Linked DNA regions of Mus musculus: all the other regions are linked to region 2. Evidence: chromatin contacts called from public HiChIP or PLAC-seq and Micro-C data. All regions are on one chromosome and are shown on one strand. Each heading gives the region's core, a stretch centred on a gene start, on an enhancer-like site or on the middle of the called end of the contact. The rest is flanking DNA. Distances are from core to core; before and after follow the strand shown. Region 1 holds the start of Actn1 (actinin, alpha 1). Region 2 holds the start of Galnt16 (polypeptide N-acetylgalactosaminyltransferase 16). Region 3 overlaps Actn1 (actinin, alpha 1).

Evidence for each region. Hi-C and Micro-C count contacts between places; a contact is called where the count stands out from the background. HiChIP or PLAC-seq counts read pairs in DNA pulled down with a chosen protein or histone mark.
Region 1: a contact with region 2 is called in an H3K4me3 HiChIP or PLAC-seq map of embryonic stem cells, with 6 times the contacts expected there. The contact joins the promoter of Actn1 here to the promoter of Galnt16 in region 2. A contact is called at or near these places in 2 of 39 promoter capture datasets (liver and neural stem cells), 3 of 484 Hi-C or Micro-C datasets (all in embryonic stem cells), 1 of 115 datasets of contacts at active chromatin or transcription factors (embryonic stem cells) and 3 of 9 other capture datasets (adipose tissue, liver and pancreatic islet).
Region 3: a contact with region 2 is called in a Micro-C map of embryonic stem cells, with 2.5 times the contacts expected there. The contact joins the enhancer-like site here to the promoter of Galnt16 in region 2. A contact is called at or near these places in 9 of 39 promoter capture datasets (the 3T3-L1 cell line, the SN4741 cell line, cranial neural crest and 5 more), 7 of 484 Hi-C or Micro-C datasets (bone marrow-derived macrophages, embryonic stem cells, frontal cortex and 1 more), 12 of 115 datasets of contacts at active chromatin or transcription factors (embryonic forebrain, embryonic hindbrain, embryonic midbrain and 3 more) and 2 of 9 other capture datasets (embryonic stem cells and pancreatic islet).

Annotation. Positions count from the first base shown.
Region 1 is chr12:80,259,058-80,263,443 of GRCm38.p6, forward strand. It overlaps Actn1 (actinin, alpha 1), which reads right to left and starts at 1,306. Exons shown (of 21, transcript NM_134156.3): 1 at 930-1,306. The coding sequence starts at 1,034.
Region 2 is chr12:80,516,568-80,520,471 of GRCm38.p6, forward strand. Galnt16 (polypeptide N-acetylgalactosaminyltransferase 16) reads left to right here and starts at 2,423. Exons shown (of 15, transcript NM_001081421.2): 1 at 2,423-2,778. The coding sequence starts at 2,602. Gm26777 (a long non-coding RNA gene) reads right to left here and starts at 1,646. Exons shown (of 5, transcript XR_381753.4): 1 at 643-1,646. 2310002D06Rik (RIKEN cDNA 2310002D06 gene) reads left to right here. Exons shown (of 3, transcript NR_045490.1): 3 at 1,000-1,387.
Region 3 is chr12:80,165,298-80,169,756 of GRCm38.p6, forward strand. It overlaps Actn1 (actinin, alpha 1), which reads right to left. Exons shown (of 21, transcript NM_134156.3): 20 at 3,561-3,719; 21 at 2,245-3,183. The coding sequence ends at 3,025. Among named protein-coding and RNA genes, the nearest start is that of 2310015A10Rik, 35 kb to the left of the region's middle. Within about 2 kb of position 2,959, at least 235 of the 459 cell types and tissues checked have an H3K27ac peak or open chromatin away from gene starts, as enhancers often do. A contact at or near this core is called in bone marrow-derived macrophages, embryonic stem cells, frontal cortex and 3 more, where this site is marked.

The DNA.
Region 1 (4,386 bases), core at 56-2,555, 260 kb before region 2:
AGGTTTCTGACCTCTTCCTGCCTATAGCCATTACGCTCCGGACCCATCGCCAATTTCTCAGCTCAGACGGGGCAGCATATCCCGAACCTTGCTGATGGCGACTAGGATACAGGGCCGTGGATCCTCGGAGAACAACCCCAAATATCTCCTGAGACTGTCTCTCCACCAGGAGCCCAACTAGAGCCAAGCTACTCAAACTCGCGTTTCGCCAGCAAAAGAACCGGGCAGAACACAGATGTGAGGGTTTGCAGCCACCAGTTCACTGAGTTAGCAATAAAACCGTTCACCGTCCTGACCCCGCCCCCACAAGGCCCTGAGGAGCCCGCGAACGACCCCCGATTCTCAGCTCCAGCCGCACTCCGGAACGTCCACTTCCAGGTAGATCCCGAGGAGGTCGCCAAACCCTCCGACACCGGCTCTGCCCACTGTCTGCAGACCCAGCTCGGGGCGCAGTAGTCGGGGCAGCTTGCCCCTATGGTACAGAGCCCCAGGGGCGGCCCAGGAAGCGTGCTGCCACCGCACGCCATATGGAGGCGCCAGGAAAAAGAAGGAAGGAGAAAATCGATCCCGAGTAAGCAGCCATGGAGCCTAAGTCTCAGCCCCAGCCTCTGGAGCATCGCCCCCGCGCCTTGCCCACGGGGAGACAGTTTCGGCTGCACCGGGGTGGCCCGGACCACCCGCTCTGAGGCGATTTGCCCTCCGGCGGCGCCACCTCCCCGCGCCGCGGCGAACTGTTCGCGGGCTCCAGGGCAGGGGTGCTCCGCTCTCCCGCCCGGTGCCTGTAACTCAATACCCCACCTCGCAGTGGCCGCGATGTCCCCGCCTCCGCTCTTGCGCGCCGGGAATTGGTTTCCAACCCGGAGCCCAGGAGTGCAGCGGCCAGAGCGGATCAGGGCTCAGGGCTGTAGCGGGTGGGGGTGGCTGCTAACCTTCCTCTGCTGCTTCTCCCAGGCCGGATCCAGGAGCAGGTCCCGATCCCAGTCCTCTTCAGGCTGCATGTAGTCGTTGGTCTGCTGGGAATCATAATGGTCCATGATGGTGCGTGCGTGCTAGGAGCTGGATTTCTTCCTCCACCTTCTCTCCAGGCGACGGCGGCTGCTGCCCGGGTGTGGGGAGGGTGTCGGCAGGGCTGGGCTGGGCTGGGCTGGGCCGGGCTGGGCTGGGCTGGGCTGGCGGGGCCGGGCTCGCTCCCCTGCGCCCGCTTCCGCCGCGGCTCTGTTCGCAGAGGCTGCTGCTGCCGGCGGCGGCTGGAGCTCGCGGACTGCCTTCCTGGGGCGCGCGCTCGGACCTAATCTCCACGCACACTGCTCTCAGTGAACACTCGCGCTGCGGGAGCAGAGGCGGGCGGGGGCGGGGAGAAGGGGCAGAGCCCTCCCGAGGTTCTCCATTGGCCAGGCCGAGTTGCCCAAACTTCCCCCCAGCGCCTCTCATTGGGAATTCCTGGCATCCGTCAGGCGGGTCTCTGTGCATATAGGTGGACTGGGCGGCCCCCTCCGGGCGCGCACGCCACCGCCCACTCCCTGGGTTCCCACTCCCCCGCAGCTCATGTGACACCACCTTAAGCTGAACCGGAGTGGAGCCTGGGGACGCCTCCCAGAGCTCGGGGACCAAATGGCACTGTGCTCCGGAGCCCGAGGAGTCGCTGAGGATTGGTCCCGTTCCCTGCCGGCGGGAAGGCCCAGAACTCCGGCGCACCGGTGTTCCTGCGGTCCCACGCAAGCTACAAACCCCAGCAGGGCGCGGGGAAACCCAAGGCATATTTCGTTTTCTCTTTCTCGGGGAAACTAGGTTGGGACAAGTCGGCACCCTGGAAAGGGGTTGGGAGGGCCCACAGTAGAAAGGAATTTCCTGATTCCACCACTGCTCCCGCCCCGCCCCTCGGGACCAGGCTGATCCCTGTCCTTCTAGAGCCAGATTTGTGGCTAGCTGGCATTTCTCAGCCCACTGAGTTTCCCGCCTCGCCAAGGATCCTTGGGTACTTCTCTAGGGTTCCGTGCACTGGCCCGCTGCGGACTTCTTGTGTGGCAGCTTGGCTGTCCGGCTTCCCAGGTTCCTTGGCAGGTATTCCCCGGTGGACTAACACAGCTGAAGCTACCTTCTGGAGACTAGTTTCCTCCTTCCCCACTTTTACAGCTTCCCTACCTACACTTTGCTGAAACTAGGAAGAGCCCTAAAATGGTCTACCTGTATCATAAACCTAGCAGATGCATACACCTAATAGATGGAGAAACTGAGACTCAAAGAGCAGAGCTAGACAAGAGACTTAACCAGCATGGACTCTACAGGCCCATTTTGTGTGTAACCTTGTGCCTGACAAAACCTTATTATCCTTGGAGGAGGAAGAAACAGCGCAAGACTAACTAAACTGCTTGGTGCTAGCGGTACTCCCTGGGCTCAGTAAAGGAGGGTGGAAATGTGTTGGTCCAGCACTGTTGCATTCTGGGAAGAAGCCGCCCGGATTCCTAGTGGTCTTTTGAGGGACTCTGAGTATGAAAATCAGTAACAAGGAAACCTGCAGTTGGTTTTGCATTCTGGTGTGGACAACAGATACATCCCTCTTGTACCAGTAGGGCTTAATTTATACAGGCATCCCTTAATACTCGGGACTCATTTCAGAACCACTGCAGATACCAGAATCTGCAAGAGCTTATGCCTCACATGTATAGAACAGCACAAAATTGATTGATATGTAACCTACTTACAGCCACTGTACACTTTAAATCATTCCCAAATAGAAAAGCCATGTGACTCGGGAACTGGAGAGATGGATCAGCGTTTAAGAGCACTGACTGCTCTTTCAGAGGAAAGGACCCGGGTTCAATTCCCAGCACCCACATGGCAGCTCAGTCCTATCTGTAACTCCAGTTCCAGGGCTTCTAATACTATCACACAGATGTGCATGCAGCCAAAAAGAAAAAGGGGGGGGGGGGAAACATAAAAGGAAAAGAAATGTCATGTGACTACTCACGCTGTTGAGAAAATCCTGACAGGAAAATGAAGTCTCCAGGGTCAGCAATCCCCAGCCCTCAGGATACTTTTAATCTGTGGTTAGTTCAATCCAAGATTCTGAAATGTGAAAAGGGAGGCCAGATGTATTTGTAGGACGACTGTTTAATCCAGAGGCTAGTGTGGTCTAACAGGTTTACTTGTTAGATGTTTACTGACAGAAAGAGTTCTGAATTGGGGTAGTTGAAGCCCACAATGGTCAGATGGAAGGGGAAAAAGTACCTCTGGTTGACAGAGGACACAATGGTGGAGATGTAAACAGATCCCCCAGTCACGAGTCAGCCACACACGTTCATGCCATTGTTACCGTCAGCACTGTGTCTTCTCTAAGCTCTCGGCCAAGGAAACAACTGTTTCTGGGATAGAGACAGCAGATTTATGGACTATTTTATAAGCACTTCTAAACTATGGCTCTAAACCTAACAGAGAGAGCAATAATGGTGCTCTATCTGCTCATTCACTCCATAAATATTTTCCGAATACCTTCTGCGTGTCGGGGAACAAGCTAGACATCCTGTGTATTTAATAATGATGAAAAATCCACAATTTTCCCCACAAGTACATCAGAGACAGACTTGGAAGCAAAGATGTGCCCAAATGAGACAGAAGCACGGGGAGATCCGATGTGGTTCTACAGAACCTGGAAGAGCCCTGAGCCCTGTCGGGAGGAAGACTCCAGGTAGAACCTGAGTAAGCTTTAGGGAAGGAATGAGAGTCAGATGAGCTTGGGTCCTTATTCCAGGCAGAGGAACCAGGGAAGTTAGCACACAAGCACACAGGCGCAGGAGACTCCGCGTCTACCATCTCAAGGTAGCTAGACCCGAACAGTAACAGAGAAAGGAAAACAGGGCTAGAGGGAAGGCCTAGTGTGCCCTGTGAAGTCAGAGGGAAACAGCTGGCTGCAACCCAAAAGACCTGTTGTCGAAACCAGGCTGTATTAGGAAAGATGTGAATAGAGACAATTCTGGGCGACAAACAGGAGTTTAATTGGATATAAAGAGAAGCAAATTTTTTCACGGTACACTATAAAACAGACCATGAGGTTTACCTGTAACAAATATTTAAGTTCCATCTAGCAGAAAATAAACCAGAGCCTGAAAAAGTAGAAACTTGTTCAAGCTGCACGGTGATACCTAAATACATGCCTTTAATCTAGTGACTTTCAATCCTAGTAGATTTTAAGCTCTGTTCTTCCAAGGACAATGTCAAGAATCATTTTATGAAGCCAGGCAGTGGTGGTACATGTCTTTAATCCCAGCACTCAGGAGGACGAGGCAGGCACATCTCTGAGTTCAAGGCAGAGTCATTTTATGGTTGTGATTATTGACATCTAGTTGATAGCAGCCAGGATGCTATTTGAATCCTACATTAGCCACAACA
Region 2 (3,904 bases), core at 1,173-3,672:
AAGAAAGAGGTGAACTGTGTCTGAGAGGAGTGCCAAACGGCGCAAGATGTCTAAGGTACTAGAAGCTGGAAATGACTCTTAGACCCATCCCTTCATACCCCCCCCCCCTTTACCCAGGAGAAAACAGATTTGAGGGTGGAAATGAGGACCCTGCACAAACAGCCCTGTACTGGTCGCTGGATGCTGGCACCTGCCGGCCTCCTGAGGGCTGAGTGTCCTCATCTGCCAGTGTGAGGATTCGCATAGCTCATCTCAGGGTGGGAGCTCTGCAGGGCATATATGGAGGGCTGGCACAGGGCGCCACCCGGAAGCCTCAAATAACCTGTGGCTGGCATGGTTACTCTTGGTGTTTTCAGAGTTCAGGGACCATTAGGAACATGCAAGTCTCTTAGGGTGGCTTTAAGTCTATGCTGCTTGGATCTCCTCCCAACACCAGCAAGGAAACCCCAGGGAAGGCTGGGTTCACTTCTGAGCCATTCTGGACTTGATCCTGGAAGGAAGATTAGAAGCTGAAGCTGAGGTGGCAGGCAGCTCGAGCCCCCTCCCTGTCTAGAGTGCTCATGGTGAGGGGGACACAGTCAACCTTTATGTCAACTCCCTGTCACATAAAATCACTACCTCCAAGTCCAGGGAAGTGCCCACCTGAGGGAGGACTGGTCATCCTAGAAAGGCTTCTGTGGTGGTACTGGTGCAGGGGCAGCCTTCTCTGTCCCTTCGTCCTGTGAGTCCAGAGGAGTAAGTGGTAATGCTAGTGGAAACTCCGATACATTCCAGCGTCTCCTCCTCCTCTTCTTTCTCCTCTAAACAAAACACTGGTCATTTTCTTTTTCACTTCAGTAGAAATATATCAAGCTTGTCTTAGGTTTCTGGAACTACTGACAAACACCCTCTCATTTCACTTGTGTGTCTCTGGGTGATGCTGATGCTGATACGGAAGCTGATGCTGATATGGGAGGCAGGACATGCTGCTATGATCTCAATATTTACCTTATTCCCCAGATGGCTTCATTCGCAAGCCTGACCTGTCTTGGATTTTCCGAAGAGTCAACCTACCTGACATCATCCAAAAAGCACCACCCTGTCCACTCTGCTCCTGGCATTTAAGATCCTCCAGTATCTAGACTTGCCCAGTCTGGCCAGTCTCAACTCACACCAGGTCTTTGCCAGTATCCAGCATGCTCTCATGAGATATTATCCTGAGGGCCTTGGCTGTCCCTGCCCTTTCCTTATTCTTCTCTTCCTTTTTGGGATTACCCTCCTATTCTCCAGATTTATCCACTTTCTCTGGGAAGCCTTCCTAAAGACCACTTTGCAAGACTATACTTTCAGGAATCATTTCTGTAGTTCGTTACTGAAGACCAGTTTGCAATAAATTATTTCTTCCTCCGCAGCATCTACTTTGGTATCTCAGAGCTCCGAGTGTGTGTCTTCCTTTGCCTGACAGGCCCTAGCCCGCCTTGTCTTCTGCCTGGAGCCTGAATTATTCACACCTGCTTCTCACCTCTCATCGACTTCAGGGCCTCCGCAGAATCAGAATCTCAATGATGTCTATCCTGTCTCTCACCACCTTATTTTGCACTTTGTCAGAAAAGTGTCAGAGGGCTCTTAGACAGGGTTCTGTCCACTAATCGAACCCTGTGGCCTGGCCTCTATGGCCTCCCTTCACTCTCACGGAACGGTGATGACGCCTCAGGACAGTTCAGGGAGCCGCGATGCCGGTGTGGATAGGAACTAAGAGAAAGCTAGGAGCCCCAGGGTAATGAAAGATGTCCAGCGATCGCATCCCTGTGCTTGCATTGGTTGTACCGCAGCGCAGCTTCACCTCGCTCTCCAGAGTGTCAAGTGCATCAGCTTCCAACTCCCCACCCCCTCGGGCCACCGAGGCGGATGGAATCCTGGGTCTCCGAGAAGGATTCCGGTGCAAAGTCAAGACTGCCTACTCGCTAGCCTTGCCCCCTCCGAAGGACTCTCTGAACACAGGTTGAACCCTGCGCCAGAGCTCAGTTCTCAGCGCTGCCGGGAACTGCAGCTAGGCGACTCGGGCCAAGGCCAGGGGTCGCGCGTCTTCGCTGGTGACTCAGGTCCGCTCGGCGGTGGGTTAGGTGTGGGTGGAGAGACAGACCAGGGCCACGCGGGGGCAGGGGACGGGCGAGAGATAGCCGAGCGTTGAGAGAGCAGAGACCAGCTCTGGTTCATCGCCATTCCACCCCGCGTCTGTCTCGCTGAGACCCGGGATGCGGGAGGAAGGCCCGCGCCACTTCCCAGCGGGCGCGCTCTTTAGCGGGTGCGCAGCGGCCCCGGCTGCCCGCGGCGTCTGGAGCACAGAGCCAGCTAGGCGCGCGAATGAATGAGCGCCCGGGGCCGCGCGCGCTCGGGGCTGAAGGGCATTAGGACCGTGAGGATCGCTCTGCGCTCCTGTCTCTTCCTATCACACCCCCCCCCCCTCCCCAACCACCACCACCACCTCTCTCTTTTTTCTGCTCTGCAGGACTGAGCAGCCCGGCGCAAGCGACAACAAACGGCTGGGGCAGCAAGCTCCCCTGCTCGGGCTCCGAGAGCACGCCGGCCTCGGGCCCCACGCGGAGCGCCCGTCCGCCCACCATGAGGAAGATCCGCGCCAATGCCATCGCCATCCTGACCGTAGCCTGGATCCTGGGCACTTTCTACTACTTATGGCAGGACAACCGAGCCCATGCAGCATCCTCCAGCGGCCGCGGCGCGCAGAGGGCCGGCGGGAGACCAGAGCAGCTCCGCGAGGACCGCACCATTCCGCTCATTGTGAGTACGCTCTGCGCACCGGGTGAGCGGCGGGCCGGGGATCCTCGGCGCGCGTCCTGCCCCCCGCTGTTAGCCGAGGTTCGCGGGGCCCGACCGGGGGCTGCGTGCCCCGAGCACCGTTCGGGCTTTGTATATATTGGAGAATTCCTGCTCGTTGTTATGGCAACCTGTGCGGGGCCCGGAGGGGCCAGGGTGCTTGGATGCAGGGAGGGTGACAGCATGTGGGGGCAGGGAGAAAGTGCTGCAAGTTTGGTGGGCCCGGCGTGCGCGCGCGACTGAGAACGTGGCGGCTTTCGCGGCCCCGCGCAACCGGGGCTGGGGACTAGGGGGCTGCGGGCGTCTCGCCATCCCCAGAAGGCGGCTGGCCCTGGAGTGCAGCGAGCGGGTGGTGGGAGCAGAGCTCAGCAAGAGCGCGTAGGTGGTGGTGCGCACCGGGTCTCCAGCCTCTGGGGTAAAAGACGCCGGGCGGCGGCGTGGGTAAGGGAAGGGTCGCTGAGCGCTGCCCTTGGCTTAGCGCCTTCACATCCAAGATCAACTTGGACCAATTTTTTCAGCTTCCACCCCTACCTTCCCCGGAGGTGTTTTCTGGCTCCCCAGGGGCGGGGAGAAGGCTTGACTCATAAGCGCTCTTTGCCTCCAACCCTAGGGTCTGCAGTTGAAGGGGACTGTGTGTTCGTTGGGCTGGGCAGTTCCCTCTCATGAGATCACCCTCCAGACATCTGAGCGAGTAGGAGAAACAAAAGCGGTGTTAGTACTCCGAGAGCTCCCGCGGAGCTGGGGCGAGGGGTTGGGGGGCGGATTAAGCTGCACAGTAGAACCTGGTGGGGGCAAGCTGAGCCTGTAGGGGGCGTCCTGTCTACACTTTCGTCTGGTCAGCTGGTGATGGCTTCGTGTGGCCAGGCCCAGCACCTGTTGAGGAAGGAGACTAGGGGACCCTTTGAGAGAACGCTAAGATGGGAACGTTCTTCCGACGGGGGCAGGTAACCTCTTGGGACACACTACTGTTGGTCAGAGACAGCTTGAGAAGTCCACCAGGACCAGAAAGAAGAGCAAAGAACCAGGGAGGTGTGTGTGTGTGTGTGTGTGTGTGTGTGTGTGTGTGTGTGTAGTAGGGGAGGGTGTGATT
Region 3 (4,459 bases), core at 1,709-4,208, 350 kb before region 2:
CGCTCTGGTGGTGTGTGATCTGTCCGCATAATGACCTACTGTCATGAACAAGTAAAAGAGGCCGCCATGCCTCAGTTTTGTGGTTTTAGTCTAAAATACATGACTAAGGCACGTGATTTTAATTTTGGAAGTCGGAGGGGATCAGTTAGTCAAACAGCATTAGATTGCTCACAGGAATTGATTTATTGTATTTATAACATTTTCAGTTGTTTTGTGCTAAGCAAGATGTCCCTGGAGTTTAATATCCTGGGGAAAACCATTAAAACTTGTAATTATAGTTTAAAATGTTCAGAGGAGTTTAATGAGGTTTGCCAAATGGGGTTGTTTTGGGGGAGGAACTAAATCTGTTAAAATGAACAAATGATTAAAAAAACCACACACACACACACAAGATGCGTATGATGGCCTTAAATGCCCGTTTCAACAGGGGAAGAAGCTAACTGGGTGGTAGAGCTTGTCTGATTCACACAAGGCCCTGGGATCCATGCTCAGCACTGAAGGAGAACCCAGGTTAAAATTCTTTATCCTCAACAGACTAAAAACTAATTTACGGGATAACTTGGTGGGCAGGCACACTTTTGTTCAAATGACTTACGTGATCGTTAAAAATAAACACTGATGAAGGACCAGCCACCAAGTAAAGGCTCTTGCCACCAAGCCTGTTAATCTGAGTTTGATCCCTGGAACCCACGTGCTGGAGGAAAGAGCCAACTCCAAGTTATCCTGTGACCTCCTGATTTGCTGCGGTATACACACGACCCCTGTCCTCCAGTAAACAAATGCTTAAAAAAAAATTTTTTTAAAGCCCTGCTAAGGACATAGACTACCCACACCTTTAGAAACTGGAGCATCAGAATGCTTGTATCCTGGGTCTGAAAAACTTTCAGTTAAAAGACTTTCTTCCCCCAAAGCCTACATTTATCTTAAGATAATTTGCATAAAAATAGCTAAAAACAAATATCTCTGCCCTCTCAAGGTTTTGAAACCAGGACCACCCTACTACTAGTGCTTTCTCCACAGACATAGATTATCTTCCACGATTCCTACTTTTTTAAGGGTAAATGCATAAGTTTCCCAAGGTAAGAGCCAATCCCTCACCTAGGATATCCTCAGTGGCCCAGAGGCCAGACCAGACTGAGAGCTCAAGAATGTCCCCTGAACCAATCCCTACAAGGTTTCACCATAGACTTCTCTAGCTTAGCCCAGAAAGTTCAGATGGCTTTAGTCCCCCTAAATGCAGTTAATACTAAGGATTATCCTATTTAAAGAAAAAAATCTTAAATGTATTTCTTTAGTGTGTGCGAGCATGTGTGTGCACATCCACGTGTCAGATGACCACTTTTGAGAGCTGGTTCTCTTTACCATGTGGGTCTCAGGGATCAAACTTGGGCCTTCAGGCTTGGCGGTAGGGGCCTACCCATTGACCTACTTTCAAGTGATTCTCCCTTCTGAACAGAATCTTTAGATTGGCCACAGCCAACACTCATGCTCCATACCCATTTACCATCACTTTATAACAGCACCACTTAATGAATGGGAACCTGGCAAAGAGCCAGCCCACCATTTTCAGGAGGCACAGCCAGGGATTTTAAAACCGCCCCCAGGCAGAACTCCCCAACTCGACATATCTCTACTTGCAAAGTTATTTTAACCATGATCGCTCTTGCTCTGCTCTGTAGTCTTGGAAATTCTAACAACAGGCTCCCACCACCACCATATATTCTTAGACAACAAATGATAAATTGGAGCTTATCATCATATATGTTTGGATATGGGGGGAATGCTGGCAATCTGCATTGTCATTGAGTCCCTGCAATGACCAACAGCTACTATCTGTGGCACATTTTGGGGTCTCAAGGGATTGAATTCAGGGCCTGGCATAGGCTGGTTGTACACCCTGCCACCAAGCCCCAGTACTCTATGGAACACTTAGAGTAGGAAAGAGGACTACAACCCTGACACAATCCAAGCTGTCCCCTGCAGCAAAAACAAAATGGTCGGGGTCACAGAGAAGTCACAGACAGCCACAGAGAACCAAGAAAGCTGGGGGTTTTCGTCAGGGGCTCTTTCATGCGCTTGTTAGCTTTCCCCTGTACATAGAGGAGGCCATCTTCTCCTCTTAAAGAAGTGAGAATGTACCAAACCAGGCTCAGAAATCTAGAGGTGGGTGAGGACAGGTACCCCACACCATTCTTGACACAACCCACCCCCACTTCTGGAAGTCAGCCAAAGGAACAAGCAAAGTAATGTCACGGGAGTGTTGTTTTAATACAGTCTGTGCCAAGCAACATCATAATCTCCAAGTTTGTCCTATCTTTAATAGGCAATATTCAAAATTAAAAAACATAACAACTCTGCAGTCATAAAACAGGCCAGCCACACTTTTGAAGAGACTGAAAAATGAGAAGCCATGAATTATCTTCTTTGAAAAGCAGCCATTTCAAAAGGTTTTCTTTAATATCATAAAATATTCTCATGGACAAGTGAGCTAGCAAACACACATGCACCAATGTGCCTCTGATGAGAGTACCCACCTACCCCACCCCCAAGTGGGCATGAAATTAGAGAAATGAATACAGCAGACAGAACAGGTAGGAGGAAAAAACTTCAGTAAAAAGAATGGAATATAACTTTGTGCTTGGTTATTTTCCTATGTCACAACAAAAACATTTCGGTGCAAATAGTTAATTTTTCCTCTTTTCCATTTAAGACTGGTGGAGAAAAAAATACTTTTTTTTTTATAATAAAATATGTAGTTTTTTGTTTGTTTTTTTTTTTCTTTTTAAAATTTTTTTTTAACGTAACTTTTTTTTTATCCTTTTTTGCAGAAAATAATTTTGTAAACTGTCACTTTGTGGGCAGGGAGGCTTGATGCCGCCTGGGTCGGAGCTCTGCCCCCTTGGTGGCTGAGCTGAAAATAATGAACCCAGCCAGCCAGACTGGGCGGAGGAGGAGGAGGAGCAGGGTGGGGCGCACGCGCAGAAGGCCGGGGGTGGGGGGGTGGTGGAGGGAGGCAGGGGCGGGTTAGAGGTCGCTCTCGCCATACAGTGCCGTGGAGAAGGACATGTAGTCTAAAGCACCGGGCACGGAGTCGGGGCCCGCGTAGGGGGCCATTCTTGCGATGCAGTACTCGGCTTGGTCAGGGGGCAGCTCACGGCGCAGCTCATCCTCTGTGATGTAATTCTGCGGAGAAAGCATGGTCAGGGTCGGAAACCTCGGCAGCGGCCGGAAAGCAACGCGGCGTTGCCGCAACTATTAGGTCGTAAACTTGCCGGGAATGTTAAGTACCCGTGTTCTAATTTCCTCGCTCTACTTGATCTGTAGAATACGTGCGTGCATACATATAACAGAGACATCCGTGTGTATGTACATATATATATTTAAGTGCATATTATATATTTACAAGTAATATATCACTTGTATATGGTATTTTAAACACGTCACGTTTTCCATTTTAGTATCTACTTCAACTTCCTTCCAAACCTATTTCACTCGGACTTTTTCATTCATCCTACCGATTTACAGTAACCACCCACTGTCTCAGCGTCAGCACATCCTACCTTATCTCCAGCCAGGATCTTGAAGGAAGCCATGACCTGATCTGCAGTATCAGTATCTGCCGTCTCTCGGGACATAAAGTCGATGAAGGCCTGGAACGTCACTACCCCCAAGCGGTTGGGGTCTACAATGCTCATGATTCGGGCAAACTCTGCCTCTCCCTGGAGGAGACAACCAACCCACACCTGTCACCCTAACGGCCTACTGGGGCATCTCAAGTGTACCTCCAGCTCCAAGTTGCCTATGGTTGGAACAGGAGGCACAACAGACATCTGATCTGGCTTGGGTTGCCCCAGGGTGAGAAAGTGACCCAAACGTTGTGAGTCTCAGGACTTCCCACCCCCTGCAGAGCTCTGGGTTTCACTTACAGAAAATGATGGGTAGTATTAATTATAATGACGATAACTTCAACAATGGCTAACTAACACTCATACAGCATGTATTATATAGGCCAGCTAATATTCTAAATTCATCTTATCATCACAACTGAATAAAATCATAGTATTCCCATTGTATGGGAAATCTGAGGCCCAGACAGGGTAAGTGACTTACCCAAGGTCACATGGCTAGGAGGTAGGGAGCTAGGATTAGGACGCAGGCAGTCTAGCTCCAACATATGCTGTTTCCTTAACATGACAAGTGTGCCAGACAAGTACGCAGTCCTTGTGATCACTTTATTTAACTCTTACAACCACGTTGTGAGGTTTCCTCACTACATCTGAGACCACAAGCTTTGATAGCAATGTGGAATTTACGGAGTATACTTCTAGTCTAGCCTTTAACCCTGCTGGGCATCCCATGGGCTCTGTACTTGGTTCAGTGGACACCTGTCTATCCAGCTAAGGTCCTATCCAGCTCAGCTGGATGCAGAGGGGACAAAACAAGGTTAGCGAGAGGCCTG